Linked DNA regions of Mus musculus: region 1 is linked to region 2. The links are chromatin contacts, called in public targeted proximity ligation maps. All regions are on one chromosome and are shown on one strand. The core of a region is the stretch at or near the end of the contact, and the rest is flanking DNA. Distances in the headings are between cores, read along the strand shown. Region 1 holds the start of Tjp2 (tight junction protein 2). Region 2 has its middle 51 kb from the start of Gm34076.

Region 1 (5,817 bases), core at 1,519-4,018, 260 kb after region 2:
GTGGGTAAAGAACTTGCCACTCAAACTTCACTTGTGGACAACAGTAACTGTGGGGCAGAGCCCAGACTGTAATCTCACTGGGAATCGAAGACAGGGACCCTCAGAGCAAGCTGGCGAGCTGGACAGGCAAATCAGGAAGCTCTGGGTTCAAGTGAGAGAGAGACATTGCCTCAGGATAGAAGGTAGGAAGCCACCTGATGTCAAGTTCTGGCTTCCACATGCCGGTGCATACAGCGCTCACACCCGCACACACACCACACACACACCCACACACATATACACACACACAACACACACACATACAACATACACACTCACACACCACACACACACACAAACACACACATACACACACATACACACACACACACCAATACACACACATACATACATACACACAACACACACATACCACACACACACATACACACACACATACACACTCACACAAGCACACACATACACACACCACATAAACACACTCACACCACACACACATACACACACACTATACATACCACACACACACATACACTCACTCACACAAACACATACACATACCACACATACACACAACCACACACACACACACACACACACACACACTCACACACAAGGGGGTGGGGTGGGGTGGAGGTGGGGGTAGCAATGAAGACTCATGCAGTAGAGGGGCTTGCAGCCAAGTCTAAGGCTCCCTCCCACCCCAGGACCCATAAGGTAGGAGAAAACACTCATTAGCTAGCCTAGAGTTTGCTAGTAACCATGCTGGCCTGGACCTCACAGAATTCATCCTGCTGTCTTCTGAGCGCTGAGATTAAAGCTGAGTGCCACCAAGCTCTGTTATAAAAAGTAAGTTTTTTAAAGACTTATTTATTTAATGCATATGTGTACACTGTAACTGTCTTCAGACACACCAGAAGAAGGCACCAGATCCTATTTCAGATGGTTGTGAGCTACCATGTGGTTGCTGGGAATTGAACTCCAGGACCTCTGGAAGAGCAGTCAGTGCTAATACCTCTGGGCCATCTCTCCAGCCCTGTAATTTTTTTTTAAGTGCAGTTTCATTACTTAGTACCAAGGCAATGAGGAATTAAGAGATTTCGGGGAATCTATACTTAGTTAATTCATGCGGGCTGAGTCCACTCCCTAGGTGACTCCATTCCATTGCAGTCTAGACAAAAGAAAACCCTCCTGGCTCTTTATCTTCCTTAATGGAAAGCACACAACAGAATCCTGCAGCTAGCCTACCTTGGCCACTTAGTAATGTTGCATCTATTCTGCCTATTACATTCCTAGTCAGGATTCTCAGCCCCCTGAAGAAAACTGAGGGCATTCGGTGCCGTTTAACTTAACATTTAGGAAGGTTAAAATGCTCAATTTCACGTTCCGTATCATTTTAAGGCACATTTCAAGGCCAGAAACAAAAAAACCTGCAGCCTTATATGTTAGCCAAATATCTTCAAATCTCAATAAAGAGCCAATGGCTCTGGGGGCGGAGTGGGTAGGTCCAGTGTGGCTGTACTGTCTGTCCCCATTTTTAAAATAGCATTCAGATTTAAGGCTGAGTAGGAGTCCGACGTGATTCATTCCTTAGCTGGGCACCGCCACTTTTCTTGGGCCAAAGGTTCCCAAAGGTCAAAGTGCAAATAGATCCCAGGGCTAACAGGTCTAGGGTGCGGCCTGAAACCTGGGTTTTCAAGAGGCCCCCAGGCAATGTCCCAGAATCCCTCTCTCCTTACCAGGAAACTGGTCTTTCAAATGAACTAGGAAAGTCGGGAAACTTTTAGAGGCCAGAGGAGCCTCTGAACAGAACCCGCACACCTGCGGACCTGGGAAGGCGCGGTGGACAACTCAGAGACAGTAGCTCAGAAACCCTCTCGCACACTGCAGCAGCCTGGAAAACACCCTTTTCAAGCTCGGAGAATGCTTGGCATTCGGTGGCCTTTTTCCAACATAAAAATCTCCAACTCGGCTTTGACTGAGAGTCCCATAGAAAAGCCACGGAAAGCAGCCCTGGAGAGCTGACAACGCCCTGTGTTGACAACTCGGCTCGTCCTTTATAAAAGAGTCGAAAGACCCCAAATATATATATACACACACACACAAAGTCGAATTAAATGTTTCACAAAGCGACGGGACTGTTTTCCTGTCGGCGGCGGGGGAGGGGGCAGACTCATGGTCACCAGGATCGCCCCCACCTGCACACAGACACCAGCTTTCCCTCGCTCCGCGCCCGTTCAGGTCACCCACCCCTTAGATACCATCGCTGCCAACAGAAACCCAAAGGCCCTCTGAATCTAGCAGAAGAGACGCTCTGCGGGAGCGAAACAATGTCCCCGCCTGGAAGGACAAGGAGGAGCCAGGCACCTGTAGCAGCGGCGTAAACTCAGATCCCGGGTGACCCTAAGTCAACCCCGGTGATGCGAGGCTGCCCAAGGGTGGGAGATGGAAGTACGCACGCAAAAAGCAGTGCTCAAGAAATCACATCCCAAACCCCACGGGGACAACCGGCGTTCACGCACGCTGCCCCGCGGCGAGCCAAGGCTCCAGAGCAATCTTGTACCCCGGGAGGGACAGAGCCGCAGGTACTCGCCTGGAGAAGGGGGGCGGCGGCAGCCAGCAGAGTCAGCGCGCAGAAAGCGACGGTCCCAGGCGTCGGGCGGCGCAGCGCGGGCAGCGCCTGTCCGGAGGCGGAGTGCCGCGGGCTGCCGCAGCAGGCGGGAGCCAGTGACCTCCGCCACCGGCCGTTCCTGGGTATTGTTGTGACTCAACCTATTTCCTGTTTGGAGGGCTAGAAGAAAGGGGGACAAGTGCCTATCTAGAGTGTGTGTGGTTAGGGGGAGGGTAGATGGGCGGTGGCCATCACCTGCTTCCTCCAGACCCGGAAAAAAAAAAAAAAAGTAGCTCGCGCCACTTTGGGTCGTCCTGTTGGCGGAGGGGGAGGCCTCACCGGCGCCACCCAGCGGTGGGGCAGGGATTGAGCGACGCTTCCGCCTCTTTTCTCAGCAAAACCCCCAAGCTTCGGCTCAAGAGTATAAACATTCGCAGGGTTTATCTAATTCGTGCCCAGATCTGCTTTCAGTCTTTCCGCAGGTGCTGGCGAGGAAAGGTCAGTCACCCCTCAGAAACCACGGGAAGGGTGTTTGTGGGTCACTGTATGTATACGGTAGGGGAGTGGAACGGGTTGATTTTTGTTTGGGGAAGAAGAGAAACGGGTAATGGTATCGGTGAAAGATAAGTTTTAAGATCAATTTCAATCCCCCTCCCCCTCCAACCTCCCTGGTTCTCTGGCTCTGAGGCTCCAATCCGGAAATACCGGTTCCTCTCGGGGGACAATAGGTGAGGGCGGAGCACTAAGCCCAGAGCCTGCTTAGTCACACCGCGGGGAAGGAGGAATGTGCCTAGTGCCCAAGGCTGCACCCGGGGCGCAAGTTCGCCTTCCATTTAACCTAGTCTGGTTAAAAAATCCTAGGAAGAAAAAAAGAAAAGAAAAGAAAAAGAAAAAAAAAAAAATAAAAAGAAAAGCTGGATAGTGGTAGCGTATGCCTTTAATCCCAGCCCTTGGGAGGCATAGGTAGACGGATTTCTGAGTTCGAGGCCAGCCTGATCTACAGAGTGAGTTCGAGGATAGCCAGGCTACACAGAGAAACCCTGTCTCAGGGGGGAAAAAAAATCCTAAGAAGATTCCAGGGTACAGGATAAAAGTTGTGGTGATGGCGAGATGGATAGTGGTGATAGTTGTGCGGTGTGAATGCTCGCACTTGCCCACTGCGTTGCAATTTTAAGTATTTTAGTTTGCTTTTTTAAAAATCCTGTAAAGGATGCTGAGGTTCTATTCCAGGCAACTTCGCGCACGAGCGCCCTCTCCTCCCCACAAAACCCTTTCGCCAGGAGTAACTATGTCAACTGAGACACTCTCTCAAGGAAAAAAAAAAAAGAACAAAAACAACAACAACAAAAACAAAACCCCAACAAGAGAAACCAGGAGTGGTAGCACAGATTTGTAATCCCAGAGCTGGGGAGACAGATCCTTGGATTTACCAGCCCCCGAAAAATGAAAGACCCGGTCTTATAAACCAACATGGACAGATCCTGAGGAACAGGTGTTATCAGACCTGCCAATACACACACACACACACACACACACACACACACACACACACGCCCCAGGCAAAGGAAGATCAAACCTGAAGGCTCAGGCTTTAAGAAAGTATCACTTTAAGAAAAATGAGCACAAGCAAACTGTTAAGCAAATAAAAGCATACCAATTGTGCCTCCATTTACTAAGAAAGGAAAAACACCTACCCATGAATTTGCTTTTTCTTTTTTTGAGTTGAGGTCTTAGTTACTATGGCCCTAATGGCCCTTCCATGCAATCCTGCTGGTTCCAATTTTGGGGTAATCCTCCTGCCTCAGCCTCCCAAGTACTGGAATAATGGGGTGAACACTGCTGTTGTGTTTTTAAAAAAGAGAGAGAGACAGAGAGAGAGAAAGAACTTGGAATATGTTTGTAGGGTGAGGTACGGTGAAGGGGTGACTCTGGGCCCATGCTGAGGCATCCCAACCCCCTGAGGTACCAGCCATATGACAGATATAGCATGGAATAGAGTTTATTTAGAGCATGAGGAGTCGAGAGAGTAGAGACAGAGAGAGAGAGAGAGATAAAGAGAGCGAGAAGAGGAGCAGAGGCCAGCCATTAACATGTGGAGAAAGAGGGGGAGAGGAATGGGGAGAGAAGGGACAGAGAGGGAAGAGGAGAAGAAGAGAGTGAGGAGGGGACAAGCAGCCCCTTTTATAGTAAGTCAGGCACACCTGGCTATTGCCAGGTAACTGTGGGGCAGAGTTAAAAAACTACCATGTCCAGTTGTGTGTGTGTGTGTGTGTGTGTGTGTGTGTGTGTGTGTGTGTGTGTGTGTGTGTGTGCATTTTAAATTATTTATGGGGGGCCTGGAGAGATGGCTCAGCGGTTAAGAGCACTGACTGCTTTTCCGAAGGTCCTGAGTTCAAATCCCAGCAACCACATGGTGGCTCACAGCCATCTATAATGAGATCTGACTCCCTCTTGTGGAGTGTCTGAAGACAGCTACAGTGTACTTACATATAATAAATAAGTAAATTTTTTTTAAAAAATTATTTATGTTTGCATTTGATAGTATGGTTGTTTTGTCTGCATGTATGTCTGTGCACTGTGTACATGTCTGGTACTGTCAGAGGCTAAAAGAGGCCATTGGATTCCCTGGAAGTAGAGTTACAGTCTATTGCTAGCCTGAGACCCTGTTGGGAGTACAGCGTGAAGTCCTTGTGCCCACAAATCTCCAGGGAAACCAGGAATGTTAAGCACACAGGATTGCCTTTCCAATGAGAAAGATGTAAAACAAACAAACAAACAAACAAACAGAATCAACAACCCAAAACCTGTTGTTCCATTGAGAAAGCTGAGAACTAGAAGCGACTTATAGCCTGGTGTTGTATGTTACCAGTGAGCCAGACCATAGCAAGCTCCCACACCCAGGACTGGCAGTGGCTAGTAGTCTAAATGACCCTTACAGCCAGGGACTCCCCAAGCTCCCATAACCAGGCCTGGAGATATCTAAAAGTCTAAGTGATCCTCACATTATCTGTATAGCCAGAGGCTTCTCCAAGCTCAATAAGTTTAGGTCCAGGCATGGAGGTTCACACCATTAATCCCAGGAGACAGAGCCATGCAGATCTCTGAGTTCAAGGACGATCTCCAGAGCAAGTTCCAGGGCAGCCAAGCTTATGAAGTGAGGGAGTTGGAAAACAGAAAGCTGTTGATATGATAAGGGGAGCCATGCT
Region 2 (5,852 bases), core at 421-2,920:
ATACTTTGGAGCCTAGGATGTAGCTCAGCTGGTAAAGTGCTCGCCTCGCTTGTATGAAAGGCTCAATCCTCAGCACTGCTTAAAGAAGTCATGGTGACACATGCCTGTAACACCAGTGCCTGACAAGTGGTGGCCATGGAGACCAGGAGTTCAGAAGTTCAAGGCCAGCCTGGACTACATGAGCCCCTGTCTCTAAAAATAAAAAGGTAAGAAAGTATCAGGGATCTTTCCTCTACGATCAGGAAAAGGACTATCAACGCTCCTCCACAGTGTACTGTCTCTTGTGAGGCTATGGCAGTGCCTGGCAAACACAGAAGTGGATGCTCACAGTCATCAATTGGATGGAACACAGGGCCCCCAATGGAGGAGCTAGAGAAAGCACCCAAGGAGCTGAAGGGGTCTGCAACCCTATAGGAGCTCTACAACAATATGAACTAACCAGTATCCCCCAGAGCTCGTGGCTCTAGCTGCATATGTAGCAGAGGAAGGCCTAGTCAGCCATCAATGGGAGGAGGGGCCCTTGGTCTTGCAAAGATTCTATGCCCTATGCCCGTATAGGGAATGTCAGGACCAGGAAGCTGGAGTGAGTGGGTTGGGGAGCAGGAGGAGGGGGAAGGGGATAGGGGATTTTCGGAGAGGACACTAGGAAAGGGGATAGCATTTGAAATGTAAATGAAGAAAATATCTAATAAAAAATAAAAAAAGAAACGCCAGCCAATGCAATTAATAATAATAATAGTAATAGTAGTAGTAATAATAATAATATAGTTCTAAAAAACATAATAAAGTCAGACTTCGTTTGTTTGTTTGTAGACAGGGCCTTGTTACATAATTCAGACTGGCCCGAACTCATGACTCATCTCCATTTTGTAAATGCTGGGATTACAGACTGGCAATCCATCTTTGGTGTCATCGTGACTCTTTTTAAAACAGACGCTGGGCCAGCGAGAGGGCTCACCTGCGCAAGGCGCTTGCTGCTAAGCCTGATGACCTGAGTCGAATCTCTGGGACCCACACAGTGGAAGGAGAAAGTCAACCTCTGCAGGGTAATCTCTGACCTCTACAAATACACGGCAATGTGTCCATACACATGCACACACAAGAAATAAATACATAAGTAATTATGTATATAGATGTAAAAAAGTTTTAAAGAGAAGTGATGTCATGGGGTTGGTGTTCCCACTCCACGTGAGTCTCTGAGTACTCTCCTTCCCTCCCAGGTTCCACCCATCAGTGTCCTTGGAGAAACAAGCAATCGCTCATGACTGAGGCAGAAAATAGATAGATACTACGGTTCTACCACTTGGCAATTATGTAACCTCAAGCAAGTACATTTCTTTCATTGAATATTTGGGCTCCTGAGCTACAAAATAAAGCAGCAGCCTTCCCGATTAGATGCCTCTAGCTCCCTTCTTAGGTTCACTGTTAAAAACCTGCTCACCTTCTGCAAGCAGGCTTGAGGCACACAGGCAAAGCAGCTCACAAGACAATTCTCCTTGCTTGGAAGTCTCTTGTGCCCTGCCCCCTCTCTCCCTCTTGTCCTCCCACCCCCAAGTCCACTGTGAATTCCTCTTTTTGGGTTAGAATCCACACACAGTATCTAACAGGCACTGGAAAAGCCTCTGCAGACCTGGGGCCTCCAGCCACTTGGCAAGAGCAGGACGATGATTCATCCTGAATGTTTGCCTCTTGCCTTTTAGTTAAGGCAAAACACAAGAGAGCTTGCCAGCTACTGGGATAAGAGGAGCTCCCTACTCAAAAACCATAAGCCTGAGGCAAGGCGTGGGTGGCAGAGCTTCCTACTCTGAAAAGGACACAGACTGCAGATTCTCTCTTGGAGCAACCTCTTAATCCCCTGGCCCTCTCAAGTTTCCTTGTTGGATGCTCAGACTCTACCCTGATGTACTTAGTCCAATTTTAGTAAGAAAACTGCACCCTTCCGGTCTGACCAATACCTCATTCTCTGCCTGCCTTCCATCTTCTCACTTTGACCTGCCTTCTGCAATCATTTGATTGAATTGATAAATCAAGAATTACCCGAAGGCTGGGAATGTGGCTCCATAGGAGCAGACTTGCCCAGCGTGCACCAAGTTTTGGGTTCTAACCCCGGCAACAGGACACTACCACCACACACCCTACTAGAAATCTCTGTCGTTGGGCTGAATCTGACCTCTCTCCCTCACTACAGACCCTCTTGAATAAAGTCACACCTTGCCTTAAAAAAAAAAAAAAAAAAAAAGAGCAGTGGGACATTTACTTTTGTTTTTTCCATCTAGACCTACAACATCAATAGATATAAATAAATTCTAGTGTTTCTTGTTTTTATTTGGGGTGGGAGGCAGGAGGGAAATAAAGGGTTAGAGAAAGAACTGAAAACAGGTGACCTCCTAATTTTTCTTCTTAACAGGGAGTACTGCCATTCTGACAGCAGGGTCACCTACAGGTCACATTTTGAGTTTATAACAACAGCATCCTGTGAAATTCTAAAGGAGAAAATGTTTGCTTCTTTTGACACATATGCCCACCAAGCGCACCTTGCCTTTAAACCTTTTTTTTTTTCCCTGTTCTCAATACTTGTCTCCTTGCTATGACCTGCATGCACTACCTGCCAAGGTGAACAGCATTGCCCTCTCTCTTCTTGCTTATCTTTGCCTCCTCAGCCCCTGGCCCTCTGCCTAGGAGCCTGTAGCTCAGTAAATACCTGTTGAGTGACTAGCTGAGTGAAGTGGAAGAAAAGTGCTGCCTTCTGGCTGCAGGCCTGACTTGCTTTTCAGAAGCCCCAGGGAGGAACACCTTGTAAACAAAGATGGCTGTGTTGAGGCCTTTTCCAGGGGCTCCCTCAGTTGTTCTCAGCTGTGGCAGCCCAGGGAAAGGTGGAGATAGGCTCCTTTGTTTTGCCTCAAAATCTCCTCTCCCGTGGAGAGGCTGGAGGCAGCTCCAGTTCTTCTGATGTTGAGGGATTTAAAGAGCCTTGGACTTTGGCACTGCAGGCCTCTCCAGGGATCTTCAGTTACTCACAGCCTCCTATACAGAGAGGAGGTACCGGGTGTGTGGGGCCAGTGCCTACTTGCTCCTGCTCCCTTCCAGTCTCCTCTTCAATGTCCAGGCGAACACCATAGAAAACCGGTTCAGGGGAGACAGGTGACTTAGACTCAAGTGGGCCTCAGACCAATGCAAACCAGTGTAACCCAGAAACAAGATTAAGGTCAGAACACAAACAGAGGAGTTTTGAAAGTTAATCTGAAAGATCTTTTTTGTTGTTGTTGTTTTGTTTTAAGGCTGAGCCAGGGAATCTGTAGATCCTGCTGAAACCCGGACACTCAAGAAAGCAAACAAAAGCAAGGAGGCAAGGGCAAACTGGTTAGGGCCAGTAACTGCCAAGGTGAGTGTCAATCCAACCAGACTGTCCTTGTTCCAAGGAGCTTCAACAAACCTTCCCCACCCCCAGCCCCTGTCGTGTGTGTGTGTGTGTGTGTGTGTGTGTGTGTGTGTGTGTGTGTGATGCCAAGTGTGTGCAGGTGCCCTCTGAGGCCAGAGGGGGCATCAGATCCCCTGAAGCTCCCAACATGAAGACTAGAAACAGAACTCTGGAAAAATAGCAGTCACCCTTTACTGCTGAGACATCTCTCCAGGCCAGCATGGTAGACTTTAGATAATAAAATCTCGGTGGAGATTAGATTAACTCCTATACAAGGACAGACACATTTTGAATGATGAGCAATGTGTCCCCCAAACCTATTCTAACCCTTCCCCATAGAAATAAATACACACGTTCGTTCGTGGCTGATCTGCAGATGAAGCAGTCTCCCATGGCTCTTAAGTAAAGCGATGTACTCCCCTGCAATAACCGTTCACTTGTCTTGTACTTTAGACCTAGCCGATGCTGACTTCTAACTTACATGACACAAAGGACCTGCACAGCGGATGCCATGACTATGGACTATAATAATTTTAAAGGGGGTTGTATTATGAAACTATAAAAAGACATGGAGGAAGCTGAGGTGCGTATGTCCAACTGAAAGAAATTGCTCAAAAGGCTACAGACACACGGTTGCAACCCTACCAGGCATGGAAAAGATGCTTTCCTACAAAGCGCCCATCCTCACCTGTGCTCACGAGGTAACAGGCCCAGGATGAGCGGCACCTCCACCTGCACTTTGTGCCTGTCTCCTTTACTTTGGGCCAGACTCCTGCTGGAACGCTGCCTGACGGTCTCAGCCTAGGTGTCTGAGAAGTGAGGCTCCTAACTAACTTCATCCCCCTTTGAAACTCCAACACTAAATCCTGGTCCTTCTCCTACAGCACCATGGATTCCGGGTAGGCAGGGTAGACCACCCATGAGATGAGGGCAGGCACACACCCTGGAGCAGATCACCTATCTTAGCAGAACCAGACAGGGCCCTCTGACAACTGCCATAATTCAGAATTCAGAATTCAGAAGCCGAGGTGATGATGGGCCAACCTTTGACTAAGACTGCTAAATTATACAAACATCTATCCTCCTGCTGCGTTTCATCCTCAGTTTGAACCTAAAGCGTCTATCAACACACCAAGACAAATCTGGGGTCACTGGACCCCCTTATCTTCCGACCATCCCAATGGACACTAATTGATTTTTCTCTGTTTTTACATCACTGCTTGCTTCTGTAGTCGGTGGGTTGGGATGATGGCTGAGCTTGGCCTGTAGGAACTTCTGGAGGGTAACCAGATTTTTGCCAGTTAGGTCCTTCAGCAAATGTCTGGTTCTTGTGGTAAATGTAAGCAGGCAGGCAGCTGGACTTCAGAGCCTCCTCCCTGAAACCTCACTACCAGGCAGGACTCTTGGGGCAGTAAGCCTTCAGCCAGTCTTCCTAAAGTGCAAAAGCTGGGAAAGTCTTCCTCTCTGGCCTCAGAAACCCAGATATAGAGCTTGCTGGAACATTTTGAAGGGGCAACCCCTGTCCTGATTTATCCTGCGCCAAGCTCACAAAGTGAGCGTCGTGTTCTTACTCAACTGAAGCAGGGCCAACAATAACTGTACAAGGCTCTAGGCATCCAGATATCCTGAGTGACATTCACTTTGCTAGTGAAGACTTACTTCAAATATTTCTCTGCTCAGTAATCAATGCTGTTATCATTCTGATGTCACACTTGAAATCCTTTGTCTCTACCTCTGGACCGTGGATCCCTGTGGTGTTTTAATGAAAAACAGCCTGCCCTATATATACTCAGTTAACCTATGTATATGCATGCCACACTTTTAATACTTTGGCATTTGAGAATATTTACACACACGGGGCGGGGGGGGGCGGGGGGGATGAATGGTATTATTTCTAAGTGCCTCATGAGATAAACACTCATAAAATACGGTAGTATCATCAATATTGCAATATTACAAAGAGGGTGGAGGTCAAGGAAGAGATTGGACCCTTCGCCAACACATTCAGGTTCTAGACTTCCATGAGACATTTTGACCCTGCAGAGGCAATTCTAATAAACTGAGGCAGCCCCCCTACCACCTGCTGCCCTTTGGGTGGTGCCCTCAGGTGTCATGTCTTTCCTTGCTGGCTTATGTCTGTCAACCACCCTGTCCTCAGGACACACGGGGGCATCTCTGTACCATGCCTCAAAGGTTCACACTTCTGATACCCAGCCATCTGCCCTGAGCCTTCAAGGCATGCTATACACTCAGTGGTCCAAGGCAACCAGCAAGGGAGTCGGGAAAGAGATTGGAAAGAGCTGCAGCTATGGGCAGAGGGTATGAAAAGTCTAGCCACACACAGAGATGTGGCCAGTACTTTCTCTTACAAACTATGGGGAGAAGCCCTTGGTAGGCTGAGAATTCCTAGCCCTCCCCCTGAAAAAGGCGGCTG

What was found.
Region 1: a targeted proximity ligation map of extraembryonic endoderm stem cells shows a contact between it and region 2. A contact is called at or near these places in 1 of 39 promoter capture datasets (the 3T3-L1 cell line), 6 of 484 Hi-C or Micro-C datasets (the HL-1 cell line, Sertoli cells, bone marrow-derived macrophages and 2 more) and 5 of 130 datasets of targeted methods (embryonic stem cells, epiblast stem cells, extraembryonic endoderm stem cells and 1 more).

Annotation. Positions count from the first base shown.
Region 1 is chr19:24,222,258-24,228,074 of GRCm38.p6, forward strand. It overlaps Tjp2 (tight junction protein 2), which reads right to left and starts at 2,769. Exons shown (of 24, transcript NM_001376368.1): 1 at 2,594-2,769.
Region 2 is chr19:23,965,636-23,971,487 of GRCm38.p6, forward strand. No RefSeq gene overlaps it. Among named protein-coding and RNA genes, the nearest start is that of Gm34076, 51 kb to the left of the region's middle.